3 separate regions of the Mus musculus genome follow, and regions 2 and 3 are each linked to region 1. A link is a contact called in public HiChIP or PLAC-seq data. All regions are on one chromosome and are shown on one strand. The core of a region is the stretch at or near the end of the contact, and the rest is flanking DNA. Distances in the headings are between cores, read along the strand shown. Region 1 overlaps Elovl5 (ELOVL family member 5, elongation of long chain fatty acids (yeast)). Region 2 has its middle 9.3 kb from the start of Gm23609. Region 3 overlaps Gm34654 (a long non-coding RNA gene).

Region 1 (4,509 bases), core at 1,354-3,853:
ACAGAATCACACTGTGTGTGCACATCCTGTTTTCTTTACTCAACTCACCTGACAGACAGGCTGGTTGGTTCCATTTTCTGGCTTTTACGGATAGAACAGCAATAAACCCCCAAGTATGGGGTCTTAACAGTCTGCTTTCCTTCCTCTGCACAGAACCAGTGTGGGATCACTAACCTGCTCCATAAGGTCCCTATTCACCCTCTACTTCCTCTGCACTCTCCCCCTTCTGAGAATCCATCCCTTCATATCCCATTTCCCATGTTACCTTTACTGCCTCTCTCCAAAGACTGGGTCGATCCTACACAACCTGAAAACAATCGGCCCCTAGACTGTTTGTCCACAAGGCTCACTTTCAATGTCCATCACCAGACTTGCTTTTCATTCCTGTCTCTCCAGTTTCCTTCTCAGTGACGAAGCACACTAGACAGTAAAGTATACCTGCACTGACAGGCGCGTGGGCAGGGTAAGCCTTCAGGAAACCGAGGAGGTCAGGAACGAGGCAGGGATGCAGCACAAGGAAGAGCTGTCGTTAGGGACAACCAGCCAACTGAAGGAAACACTTCACGAGGGACTGTCCCGAACTCAGTCACTCAACAGTGAAAGCAAGATTTCTCAATGTTAAAAGGTGGCAACATTCACTTCAGCACACACAACCCTGGGATGAAACAGACCGGCGAGGCCCCTGTGCAAGGACAACACGCATTTGTGAAACAGCCCTTATTTTTATTAATCCTTTTTTTCAAAAAGTGGGCAAGCAATCCAACCAGATATTTCTCAAAAGGAAGTGGCAAAGAAGTACATGAAAAATACTTGGTGTCACCAAGGAGACCGAGAAATCACCACCTGCCAATGATAATGCTATGATAAAAAAAAGATGAAAGCAAACACTGGTGGGACAGGAAAACAAATGCCAAAAACATCCCAGCTATGAGTGTAGATAACGCTGTCGCTGACAGGAAACTGCAAGGAAAGGGTTCCTCAAAAATCCACACTCAGAAGCCAGCAGGTCCCGTCCTAAGTGCATCTCCAAGGGTGTCGAGATAGTGATGCCAAAGACCTAGGACTCAGCTGGTCATTTACGCTCTATGTGTAGATGGCTTAGGCTGCACCCTCAGCAACACAGGCATGCGCACAAGCAAGAGCCAAGATGGAGAAGCAAGTGAAATGGGGCACATAAACAAGTCAGGCACATATAAACAAGTCAGGACACATACTCAAGTCAGGCACGGCAAGAAGACAGGTACTTAGTGTTTTCACTCGTGGGAGTTTAAATGTTGATTTCATAGAAAAAGAAAGGTAGAAAGATAGAGGGTGGGGCGGGGGTGAACTCCTAAGGATACCCTATTGACATGAGCATGAACCACAGGCCTCAGGGATGACGGCAGCCTGTGACTACTCTCCTCCAGCGACCTGCTAAGTTTCAGGACTTCCGACAGTCTCCATCAGAATGCTTGTCCCATCTGATCCCAGACTCTGTGTGTGTGTGTACGTGTGTGTGTGTGTGTGTGTGTGTGTGTGTGTGTGTGTGCGTGCGCACACGTGCGCTCATCAGGTCAACCCAAGCCCTCCAGGTAGCAGCAAGGGGATGGAGAGGGGACAGAAACAGATCAGAAACTAGGTATGAAAGCACTGGTGGGGTGAACAGCTTCCAGGGTTCTGTAGCATAGCAGAATGCCTGTGATTTACAATAGTTTATCCACATTTTAAAGTAACTAGAAGAGTCTGAAGGATCTCAATGCTATTTGATCATAATATATATGTATGCATGTATCAAATGTCTATAGTATACTCTCTAAATATGTATAATAATTGTTAATTAAAACTTTAGAAAAGAAATAATCAAATACTCTTTAGCTGCTAAAATTCATTTAAAAAGAAAAAAACCAGCACAACAAAACAGGCTTGGCGGGTATTGGGGGGCAGGGGGGGGAGGATGCCTAAGGACCGGAGTGTTAAATAATAGCACTTTCCTTGCTATTGAAACATTCCCTCCTACAAGAAAGCTTAAGACAGAAAATAACTCAAAACCATCTGCAGGAAGTCCCTGAAACTGACAGGATTCATTAAATCCTTCTCTGTCCACGAAGCAATTGGACTTTAAGACAAGCCCAATCACTTTGAATAGGCAGAGATAAGTGAGCTGCCTGAAAGGGCTCAGATCAGCCCAGCCACCTAGAAAGGACACTCTACTGGTTAAGCTACAGGCTGCGCAGTGTGCTCCAGTTTGTTAGCTGTACTGCCCCTATCACAGTAAAACTTACTGGTTCACCAAGTTGGACTTTAGAAGTAACTGTACTTTGGTCTGTCCTGGTCTCCCTAACTAGGCTGAGTAGTAGATTTTGTGGGGTTGGGGGGGGGGGGGAGAGGAGAGATGGAGGGAGGGAAGAAAGGAAGGAGGAAGAGAAGGAGGAGGAGGAAAGACATCTTCCCCAGGAAAAGTCTGTTACACAACAAAGGCAGGCAGGTCTCTGTGTCAAAAGTAAAAAAAAATCATTCAAAGTAAAAATAACAATGCATTCAGTTCCTCAATTACATGAGTCACTTTCAGGTCTTGGGGAGAACACGTACGTAGCTGGTAAACACTAGACTAGTCGGCGCAAAGAGAACCAACAGAGCCTCTCAGTAGCTCACTGCCCTGGAGCAGACTCAGCGCAGAACCAGGCAGACTGGCAAGACTTGTCTTCCAGAGAGTTAAGGGTTAAATGGTTACAGAAAGCAAGATCAAGGGGATACCAGCAGCAGTTTAGTATTAAAACGAAGGCACTCTCCTTCGTCAACAGTAAATAAGCCTGAATAAAAATGAGATTATGTAATTTAAGCGAGTTTTAGCCAACTTTAAGGTCCAAGGACCACAAAGCAAAGATATTCCATGAGAAGGGATAAATTCAAAAATAAAAATGAGTACTTAAAAATAACTTTACTGCTACAATGACATTAATCTTTCTCTGGTTTCTCTCTCTCTCTCTCTCTCTCTCTCTCTCTTTCTTTCTTTCTTTCTCTGTTTTTTAAACAGGGTTTCTCTAACCCTAGTTGGCCTCAGACTGACAGAGATCCACCCCAAGACACACACAAAGGTGTGAAGAAAGTAGCAGTAACTATTGTAGAAATTAGCATCATTAAAAAAAAAAAATTAGTGTCCAAACCTGATAGAAATAAACAAGAGATAAAATTAGAGACCCATGTAAATATAATAGATGTTAAAAATAGAAATGATCAAATTGTTTGAAGACAATGCAATACGGAATAAAGGTGCACGTATACAAAAAAAAAAAAAAAAAGCAATACAGAGGAGCTTTGGTACAGGGGTCCTCAGCATGCAGTCATCACCCCAGCTCTGGGCCCTTTCCAGCAAGGAAAAACTGTTTTCATGATACTTTCCCATCTCCCTCTCATCAGAGACTACACATGCAAGATCGAAGTCTACTGACTGCAGCAAACTGAGAGGGTCCAGGCGTCCTTCACTGAGGTAGGCGTGTAAGACTCTGGCAAAAAAACAAGCGTTCTGTGTGCATTAGTTTTCTGCTGTTTTATAAAGCACATTTTCCGTGAAAGACATTATTCATGGTGTCAGATGAGAAAAATATCTAAAAATCCAATTTTAACGTCATTTAAAATTAACTCCTGGCAGGTTAAACATAACAGATATAATCTGCATAAGCTAAAGGTGAGGCGCAATTTTTAAAAGAAAATGTAAATGAAACAAAATGCCTGACAATCGTCGTATTAGGAGCTATGCTGATATCCCTTCCCCCAAGGTTTTATTTCCAAATGATATTGAAAATTTAGTTTTTAAACTTAAATATCCATCACCACCACCCCTCCCCCCAAAAGAGGAAAATCAAAAAGAGAACAAGGTTGTTTGGGATTTGTTGTTGTTTTGGTTTTTTAATGTGCATTGGTGTTTTGTCTGCATATATGTCTGTCTGTGTGAGGATGCCAGATCCCCTGGAACTATAATTTTCGTCTGTTGTGAGCTGCCATGTGGGTGCTGGGAATTGAACCCAGGTCCTCTGAAAGAACAGCCAGTGCTTTTAACAGTTGAGCCATCCATCTCTCCAGCCTCCAGATCAGGGTTCTCTTAGGCTGCCCTTGACGTGGTTGTGAGCTGCCTGACATAGGTACTGGGAACTAACTCTAGTACCCTGCAGGAACAGCGTGTGATCATAACTGCTCAGCCATCTTTTAAGCCCCAAGAATAATTTCTTTAACACCTGTATTCAGTAGTTAAAAGTACACATTAAAAACTGAACACTCAAATACTTTTAAATTTACTGAACTGATCATTTTGAAAGTAAAGCTAGCAATAATAGAAGTTAAATATGTTATAATTAAAGGTACTTGTGAGAGAGTCACATTACCACTTCCCTGCTGGCTCGAGCCACATAGACAGAACTGAGGAAAATCCAACAGGATCAACTTAACAATATCAAGCTGGTTTTCACATGACTATGTGGGCACAAAATCTCAAAGTTCTTTTTCGTCAAAACACCACTAGCTCTGGTGGGAGCT
Region 2 (4,499 bases), core at 1,622-4,121, 87 kb before region 1:
GAGTAAGGATTCCCTCTGTGAGCCAAGTTGAATGGTGGATGTAAGGGGTACCGTTTAGATTCAGGAATAAGGGAATTGGTAGAAACTCAAGATTACCTCATTTGGGCCCTAAGTAAGCACAATGTTAGTTGCTGTCCTTAATCTCTTTTGGAAAATTTGTATTGACTCTGTGAGCAATTTGGGCTTCATCAGTGGAACCTGAAGCTTACTGCCTTTCGCAGAAAAACAAGCAAACAAGCAAACAAACAAACGAAACTAAGAAACAACTAAAACAAAACAACTCACCACTACCACCAACAAAAACCAGATCAGATTAGCGGCTCTTCCCTCATCCAGGCCACTGTAATTCCCATCTGTCCTGCCTTAGTACTTCAGAACTACCACCAACCTTGACGTACACACACACACGTGCACACACACACACCTTTTCATCTTCTCTTCTAATTTCTCTTCTTTAGCTAAGTTATGGCCTCTGTATGACTTCATTAAAGAGCAAATGGACTAGAGAGCTGAGACTTATTGTACTAAAGTAACAGTGGTCCAGACTGCATCTTCAGCCACCCTGATGCAGTCCAGGAGACTAACAGTTGCCTGCTGTACACCGGACCCTCCAGCAGACGGCAGTATTAAACCAGGATTAAAAGATGATGATAAGGTATGCCTGAGGGGCAGAGCCCTCACCTGCCACTGACTAGGTCAGAAGGCTCCTCCTCACCCACATAAAAAGAAACAAAGAGATGAAACTAAATGCCGTTTTACTTGTGGCAAATAGTTTTCCATTCTCTGAGGTCATATAAGTTCCTTTTCCAGGGGAGAAGAGAATGGTGAGTTTCACATGCTTTCTCTCATATGCTGAATCTAGATTTATACACACATACACACGCAAGCACATACACACACACATGCACAAACACACGACATGTTCACTCTCACACATACTTCCACACACATGACACATTCATTCATGTAAACATTCACACTTTCCCTTACACAAACACACATACAAAATGGACACACACACACACACACACACACACACACACGGCAATTTTGGAGAAAGAAGGAAGCTGAAGGGGTGCAGATAGTAAGTCAACTAAGAGCAAAGTAAGGACATATGTGCATAATGATGTCATGGTGTGCATAATGATGTCATCAGGAAACCCATACATTTTTGCTTTGCTTTTTTAAAAAAGATGTCCCTAAAGCCAGGCACAGTGTCACATGACTGTAATCTCAGCACTGGGGAGGCAGAAGAATTGTGGTTTCGATGCCAGCCTGGACTACATAGCAAAACTCTATCTAAAAACCAAAAACCAAAAACAAACCCTCACTAATACAAGAGAAATGAGATGGATTTTTGTTTTGGTTTTTGGTTTTTGGTTTTTTGAGACAGGGTTTCTCTGTATAGCCCTGGCTGTCCTGGAACTCACTCTGTAGACCAGGCTGGCCTTGAACTCAGATATCCGCCTGCCTCTGCCTCCCAAGTGCTGGGATTAAAGACGTGTGCCACCACGCCCGGCTGAGATGGATTTTTAATATCATAAGCTCAAGTCAAGCTTTCTGAGTAGTGTAATCGCTAACACAATGCTTTTGCCTGCAGGCCTTGTCACCATGTTTGAAACTCCTGCCTCCTGAGAGTGCAGAGGAGGGAGTGAGTGAGTGGGCTGAAGGACAAGGAAGAAAAAGGAGGCAGGGGTCTGGGTAACACAGCTTGTGCACCCACAGAAGCTGCGGGAGCAGAGGTGAGGGGGCCGGAGGCTGAGGCACAGGTCCGAGTCTTAAATTAGTTAGTGAGTTGCGTCACTGGCTCTGAACCTGACCACCATCTTATCATAGAAAGCACCCCAAGAGGCCACCTTGCTCACAACCAAAACAGTCCCCGTTAGCCTCTACCCCAGACCTATGGTGGCCTTACCGCTTCTGATCTCCCTTGTAGTCAAATAAATTATCTCATTTGCTGTCTTTTCTGAAGAATTTTCAAAAAAAAAAAAAACCCACTAACAATGCATTCATTAGTTGTCTGAACCACATTTCAATTATCTCCCAATCATGTGCAGCTAATGTCTATGGCCTTGGTAAATGGAAACATGTTAACACAGAGAACTTGTGAATGAAAAACAGCCTGTCGCGGTGGGAAACATGGTGAGATGGCTTGCTGACAGCGGTGCTTGCTACCAAGGCTGCCACTCTGAGTTTGATTCCCCGAGTCCTACACGTGGAAGGAAGGAGTCAACTAGTGCAAATTGTCTTTTGACCTTTATATGTATACCTACACATGAATAAAAGTTTTTAATGTTAATGGGATTTTTAAAAAAATGTTTTGATAACAGTGAGTGGTGCTCTGGATGGTCTAAACACCCGTGACAGTCCTCAAGGGGTAAGGTGGACATCGGCTCCTAACGTGCACATACGTTCCAGGGTGTGTAACCGCAACCTAGAATGAGGAGGGGAAGTTGAAAAGAACAGAAAACCCTTACTGAGCAGGTAATCTGGACGTGATTTATCGTGGGAGGGAACAACATTGGCGAGTGATGGTTTGGGCAATTAGGAGAAGCTGTAATAGAAAGATTAGCTAAGGGCTGGAGAGATGGCTCAGTGGGTAAGAGTACCCGATTGGTCTTCCGAAGGTCCAGAGTTCAAATCCCAGCAACCACATGGTGGCTCACAACCATCCGTAACAAGATCTGACTCCCTCTTCTGGTGTGTCTGAAGACAGCTACAGTGTATTTACATATAATAATAAATAAATCTTAAAAAAAAAAGAAAGATTACCTAAGGTCCAAGTTAATAAGTCAACTATCCTTTGAATGTCATAGCCATGGCTGGCTGGCGTAAACTCCTGAAAGGGTCACTTTCATTTCCAGATGCCCTGACCTGGACCATCTCTGATCTGGCACACTGGGGACTCATCAGGATATCCAGTGATGTGGTGGGGGTAGAGGGGGCAAGGAGCTGTCAGAAGTTTTCAGAACAGCCCTAGGGCAGAAAAGCTAATCACACCAGGTCGAACATAAAGTTGTAAAGAGAAATAAAAGCATTCTTGATCCTACAGACTGGACTTTGTCTCCCACCCCACCCCATTAGCCAAATGTAAACCTTATTACATCAGAGCGGTCCTCAACCTTATCTGTGGTTTCAGTTCCCTGCTTAAATATGCTCTGAAATTGTTCAGTGGAAAGTTCTGAGCATAACCGATGCCTGTGCTGGAAACTACATTTTATTCTGAGCAGTATGATGAAATCTGTGTCCTGCCCTGCCCTGCATGGGGTATGAATCACTCCTGCTTCCTGTACACCCGGCTGTGTACACTCTGTGCCCATCAGTCAGCTGGCAGCACCGCCACAGCATCACGGTGCCTCTGTCTGGGTCTGGTGTCCACCTCAGCTTCAAGCATCCACTGAGGCCTTAGAGCCTACCCCTGGAGGAGAGTGGTCGGCAGACAGGAGCCCCAGACCTTTAGACAGCAAAATAACTTAGAGTCAGCCTGCAAGTCGATTCAGTGAGCTGTCACAGGTCCTCCGGACACTGTAACAGATGATATCTCTGGATCTTAATGGGCCAGCCAGGAGGGTCGAGGAGGCAGAAGCACAAAGCCAAAGAGTTTGAGAGACAGAAAGAGGCCACTGCAGCTGGAACATGGGAGATTGGCTCTTAATTTTCCCTTCATGCTTGAGTCTCAGCCAAATATCAGCGGGAGAAGACTCCCCCACCACAGAAGCCAAGCACCCCCACCTCCAGCAAGCCACTTTCCTTCACGGTCTGTCTTCACAGCTCACAATACCTAAGGAGGTTCTAGTGTGTGTGTTCATGGAAAGCGCATCCATCCGCCACCGATGGTCTAGGCCAGGAAGGTAGAGTCCAGAGCTTGCTAAAGGTTTGGATGTTACCTAAGATCCATGGAGGCTGCTGACAGGGAAGTGACTGGTTATTCTCGTTAGGATAGAATACAAGAAACTCTGGAGTTTATGGGCCAAGAGGCTTATTTAACACATAGTTCGGGAGGGTGGAAATCCCAGGCTGGTCAGCCACACGTGGCAAGAGCCTCATGTTCTGTTTTAATAGGTGGAAAAACAAGACCCGTGATATAGAGGACAAAGAACGAGGGTCAGCCTGACCTTACAACAACCTGCTGTCATGGTAACTGACTGGCCCAACAGAGGCATTCATTCCCGCATGGGGAGTGGGATGCCAGAGGAGGCTTTTCTTCCTTCGGACTGTTTGCCTGAGCTGTGGGGTGGTCGGGTTGGGGTGTGGAGAGCAGGAGAGAAGGCAGAGCCTGCAGCTGGGAGCAATTGCACTGAGGCGGAACGAAATTCCCTGTATAAGGAAGAAACCACAAGCTTATCTCTTTGGCAAGAAAAGCCTGAGAGATTTCTGCCACACTCGAGGATCAGACTGCTCCTCTCTGAAAATGTGAGGTCACTGGCTTAGACCTGGAGACCAAAGAAGCCCCCAGACAAGGCTGTGGATTTCAGCAGCTGAGCAGCTATGGGGAGAGA
Region 3 (4,236 bases), core at 770-3,269, 110 kb after region 1:
GTCCTGCAGTATTGCTTGTAGAGTACTTTTTTCCTAGTGTGTGTATATGTACACAGCATGTGTGGGGTGTGTGTGTATGTGATCACATGTGAGGTCATGGGCATGAAGGCCAGAGGCGGATGTCTTCCTTAACTGTTCTTCACTTGACTTTGTAGAGGGAGGGTTTAATAGTGAACCAAGAGCTATGTGTTTGGCTCGTTGGCAAGCTGGCCCAGGACACCCTGTCTTTGTCTTCAGAACTCTGGAATCCTGGTGGCTATCATACCAGCCTGGTTTCTATGTGCATTCTGGGGACCAAACTCTAGACGTTATGGTGGGCAAGTGTTTATGTACTGACCCCACCACCTACCAGCCATGTAGAGCACTGGATTTATTTTTGAAGATTAAAAAGAAATTATTATTATTATTATTATTATTATTATTATTATTATTATTATTAGTGTGTGTGTATGTGTGTGTGTATACATACCAGAGCCTTGTAGAGCTTTTTTAAAAATTTAAATCTAGTTTATTGGGCTGACCGAATGGCTCAATTTCCAGGCAAACCCACTGAATTGAGTTTGATCACAGGAACCCTCATGGTGGAAGGAAGGAGAGAACTGAACTGATGTCCATAAGCTGGCTCTGACACCCACATGTGGGTGAGGACACACACACACACACACACACACACACACACACACACACACACGAACACACACACAGTAAAATAACAACAATAGTAACAACAACAACAGCCAAATCGATGACACATCTCTGCAGTTCCAGCACTCCAGACGGGTGGCAGGAACACTAGCTTGGACAACATACAACAGCACAAACAGACCTTGCTTAGAGAAGATGGGAGGTGAGAACCAAATTCCACAAGTTGTTTTCTGATTCCACACATGCTTTTGTCACACACAAACACACACTGCCACCACCATCACCACCACCCATCAAAATAATCCAGTTTATCAGTGTTTTTCTTATACCATACTTGTGATGCTGTGTTTAATAAAGTTCATTATAAAACCTAATGTTACCTTGAGTTCTCCAGACGTATTTAGAGAAATACATTATAGGTTTGACTTACAGTACCACAAAAATAGTCATTTAGGTAAAAATCGATTTATTTAGATTTAGCGGCTGCATTACCCTTCCGAAATCTCATGGTTTCCTGTTGTAAGTCTGTCACCTGCTTGCTTGGACTTTCTCCATTCCCCTCACTGCTCCTGGCTCCTGCTCTCCTGAGTCTGAGCCTGCTTCAGATCATTTATTATTTTGCCTGAATTTGTATTCTTGATATTTCCTACGCCCATCTAAAAATATTGGCCATAGGGATTCTATGCTACCCAGTCACCCGGCCACTCTGAGGTCTCATAAACAGGGCAGCTGTTTCCCCAGCCCTGCCCCTCCCCCAGAGCACCCCAGGGCTCACACAGCTATGAATGTGTGTCAACAAGCCTGCCCCTAAAAAGACCGAGAGGAGATGGTGCTTTGGTTTCCACCGAATGCCAGTGTCTCCTTACAAAGGATGTGCTGGTAAGAGGTCACAACTGAGGGGGACAGGCCACAGCTTAGGGATGTGTGCTCAGACTCCCACTAACTTCCTATGACTCGGTTTCTCACTGATCGGGTTTTTGGTTTGTTTGGGTTTGTTTGTTTGTTTGTTTGTTTGTTTTTTATGTGTTTGTGATTTGAAACAAAAGCAAGCGGCTTAGTCAGAGGAAGAATGTCAATTTTTTTTTTACTCTGTCTAAAGCAAAGAATACATGTGTTAAACTGAACTTCCTCTCCCCTAGAGAAACATATTCAAAACAAAATGTTCCAGTGTTATTAGTAGTGAGATCTAACAGCGTAGTGTTTCTGTGACAACCATAATTTCAACTTGGTGGGAAGCAACTCATGCCTTTCAAATCATTTCATGTAAATCATGAATCAGGAAAGTATTTTGTATTCTGACCTGGAAGTTATCCCCCTAGAGACTTCCTTCTTCTCTTACCTCAGCCTTGCATGCAAATACCACTTTGCTAATAGACTGCCCTAGCACTGTTAGGCTCCGCCTTCGGTGGAACTTGGCCACTGTCACTTCAATCTATTAGTAAGACAGATGGTTTTGATTGTTTCCAACAATGTGAAACTTTCAGTAAAAGCGTGTGGTTGGTTTTCAGATATACATTTTAGAGTTATTGTGGGTGGTAGACCGTTAGACCATCTAGTAAATGTTGAAAGGACTCCAGCAGTCTGTACAGAGGGAAGATCCAACAGCCAGTTCTCAGAGGAGCAGGATCCTCTAACTGCACTTTCCAGCTGTGAGGCTGTGCACAGCTGGGGGTGGGGGTGGGGCCCGCCTTGAGGGCCTGAGACTCCCGCACCGGCTCTCTCCTGATGAGTAATGATTCTACCCTCTCCTAACCACACTTCCAGTTAGTCTCCTTGCTGGACAGGAAGTCCAGCTCTGGTAACAGCCATTAAAAGTCTCTTAATGCTTTGCCAGGTTTTTGTTGTTATTGTTGTTGTTTGTTTTGTTTTACAGACAGGCTCTTTGCATTTACAGGATGGTTTCTGGTTTTGTGTTTTTGTGGGATTTCTGTGTGTGCAAATGTGTGTGCCTCTATGACTACACGCATTTCTTGAGTTTTTCCTTTGCCTTTTTTTCTTCCTCTGTTTGTTCTATCTCATTCTAGTTTGTTCATTTTTGTTTTATTTAATTTAATTTTATTATGATTATTATAACATTTTTAGATGTCTGTTTGTAGTTTAACAAGACAGAGAAAGAAAGGGTGTGGATTTGTGTTAGAATATATTGTATTTTAAAAATCTATTTTAAATTAAAATTTTTTATTTTTATTTTATTTTTTAATTAAAGTGTTTAATTAAATTAAAATTTTCAAAAAGTGCCCATAGGTTAAAAATACTTCCAGATTTTTTGATCTCTCTCTCTCTGAAGCATAAGAAAGCTGAGAAAAACGTGCTGTCTGTTTAAGTAGGGCTTACTGGCTAGCTCAGACTGCTGTGCCCACTGGCTTCATTGACTTACATGGCCTCAAGTGCAATTAAGAAGGGGAATCCCACATATAGTAAGAATCACTAATAGTTCAGGTTATAATAGGATATTCTTATTTGCTATAGGAAGACGAAGAATTAAGAGACTAGAAACAGTTCAATTTTGAAAAGAAATGTGTGTGCTATTATACAAAATTATTATTATTTCTACTTGATGACGTTCTCAGGCAGGAAAATATGGGAAAAGGCCAGCAAGTGTAGAAATATCATTTGCATGAGATTTCAGTTCAGATTTTTGTATGTCCACACAGCTCTTCTTTTTGTACACACACCTTTGTGCACAGGTTTTCTGGTCCATGAGGGAAGCTCGTTCTGACCTGATCTGAGTGCAGCTTTAGATTCTGAGGTGACATGGGATGTGCCATGAATTTTCCAATTCTTGAAGCTTTCTTCCATGGTCTCCAGAGCCATGATTAGACCTCCTTGCTTAGCACACACACATCATCCAACACGGTGACTATTCAGTGGGACATAGTACTCATGAATTAGGATCCGAAGGTCTCTTGAGGCCTTCCTTTAGAAACCAGTCTATTATATATAAAATTACATAGCAGTTACAAATGGCAACAACAGGGTTAACAATCACAACTACCTCACTCCCCAGACCTCTGGATTAGGGTGGTCTGGGGTCAAGTTTAACCTGGCCTTGCTAAAGAGTGGCTCACTCAAAATGGAGCAGACCTCAGCAAGGTGAGACAACTCAACTGCTTGGCACTTAGCATTTAGCATATCGGACATGATGAAGAGAGTCTGCAATGTTCTCCTTCAGTGGGGGTCCCTGTGTAGTAAAGTGGACACACAAGGAGAGAGGATGCAAACAGAGAACGTGGCCATGCTATGTGCTTGCTCAACCTCAGGTTTTGAGACAGACATTGAAAATCGCCAGACTAGGAAGTTTTTAGTTCAGTTACAGCTGTCAATTTTTATATTCTGTATTCCCTTTTACCATGAGTTAAGACTTGGCCTGCTTTCAGGCTGGGAGGGCAGTCTGTAATCTATGAATGAATGGCAATTTGGAATGAGAAGCAAAGTAAACTATTAGCCATAAGTACTGATATGTTGAGAAGCCCTCAGATAACGCTGGCTGGTGGCTAAGCCAGAAGCTGTCTATGGGCTTCAGTTGAACATTTTAGATTCTCCGGGCAAATGGTCTTACCTAATGGGAAATGGTGTTGAAGCAGGCTGCTC

What was found. HiChIP or PLAC-seq counts read pairs in DNA pulled down with a chosen protein or histone mark.
Region 2: a contact with region 1 is called in an HNF4G HiChIP or PLAC-seq map of pancreatic cancer cells. The contact joins two enhancer-like sites. A contact is called at or near these places in 4 of 39 promoter capture datasets (the HPC-7 cell line, hippocampal neurons and liver), 2 of 15 datasets of contacts at CTCF or cohesin (CD8 T cells and large pre-B cells), 10 of 484 Hi-C or Micro-C datasets (the 63-12 cell line, CD8 T cells, the CH12 cell line and 6 more), 8 of 115 datasets of contacts at active chromatin or transcription factors (CD8 T cells, differentiating embryonic stem cells, embryonic fibroblasts and 4 more) and 3 of 9 other capture datasets (adipose tissue, embryonic stem cells and liver).
Region 3: an HNF4G HiChIP or PLAC-seq map of pancreatic cancer cells shows a contact between it and region 1. The contact joins two enhancer-like sites. A contact is called at or near these places in 1 of 15 datasets of contacts at CTCF or cohesin (large pre-B cells), 1 of 484 Hi-C or Micro-C datasets (bone marrow-derived macrophages), 15 of 115 datasets of contacts at active chromatin or transcription factors (the 230-238 cell line, CD8 T cells, the HPC-7 cell line and 8 more) and 4 of 9 other capture datasets (adipose tissue, embryonic stem cells, liver and 1 more).

The regions. Positions count from the first base shown.
Region 1 is chr9:77,934,130-77,938,638 of GRCm38.p6, reverse strand. All of the region lies in intron 1 of Elovl5 (ELOVL family member 5, elongation of long chain fatty acids (yeast)), which reads right to left. Among named protein-coding and RNA genes, the nearest start is that of Elovl5, 19 kb to the right of the region's middle. Within about 2 kb of position 2,603, at least 55 of the 459 cell types and tissues checked have an H3K27ac peak or open chromatin away from gene starts, as enhancers often do. A contact at or near this core is called in the HPC-7 cell line, adipose tissue, bone marrow-derived macrophages and 4 more, where this site is marked.
Region 2 is chr9:78,021,138-78,025,636 of GRCm38.p6, reverse strand. No RefSeq gene overlaps it. Among named protein-coding and RNA genes, the nearest start is that of Gm23609, 9.3 kb to the right of the region's middle. Within about 2 kb of position 2,871, at least 175 of the 459 cell types and tissues checked have an H3K27ac peak or open chromatin away from gene starts, as enhancers often do. A contact at or near this core is called in adipose tissue, bone marrow-derived macrophages, hepatocytes and 3 more, where this site is marked.
Region 3 is chr9:77,823,599-77,827,834 of GRCm38.p6, reverse strand. All of the region lies in intron 1 of Gm34654 (a long non-coding RNA gene), which reads left to right. Among named protein-coding and RNA genes, the nearest start is that of Gm34654, 26 kb to the left of the region's middle. Within about 2 kb of position 2,019, at least 162 of the 459 cell types and tissues checked have an H3K27ac peak or open chromatin away from gene starts, as enhancers often do. A contact at or near this core is called in the HPC-7 cell line, adipose tissue, bone marrow-derived macrophages and 1 more, where this site is marked.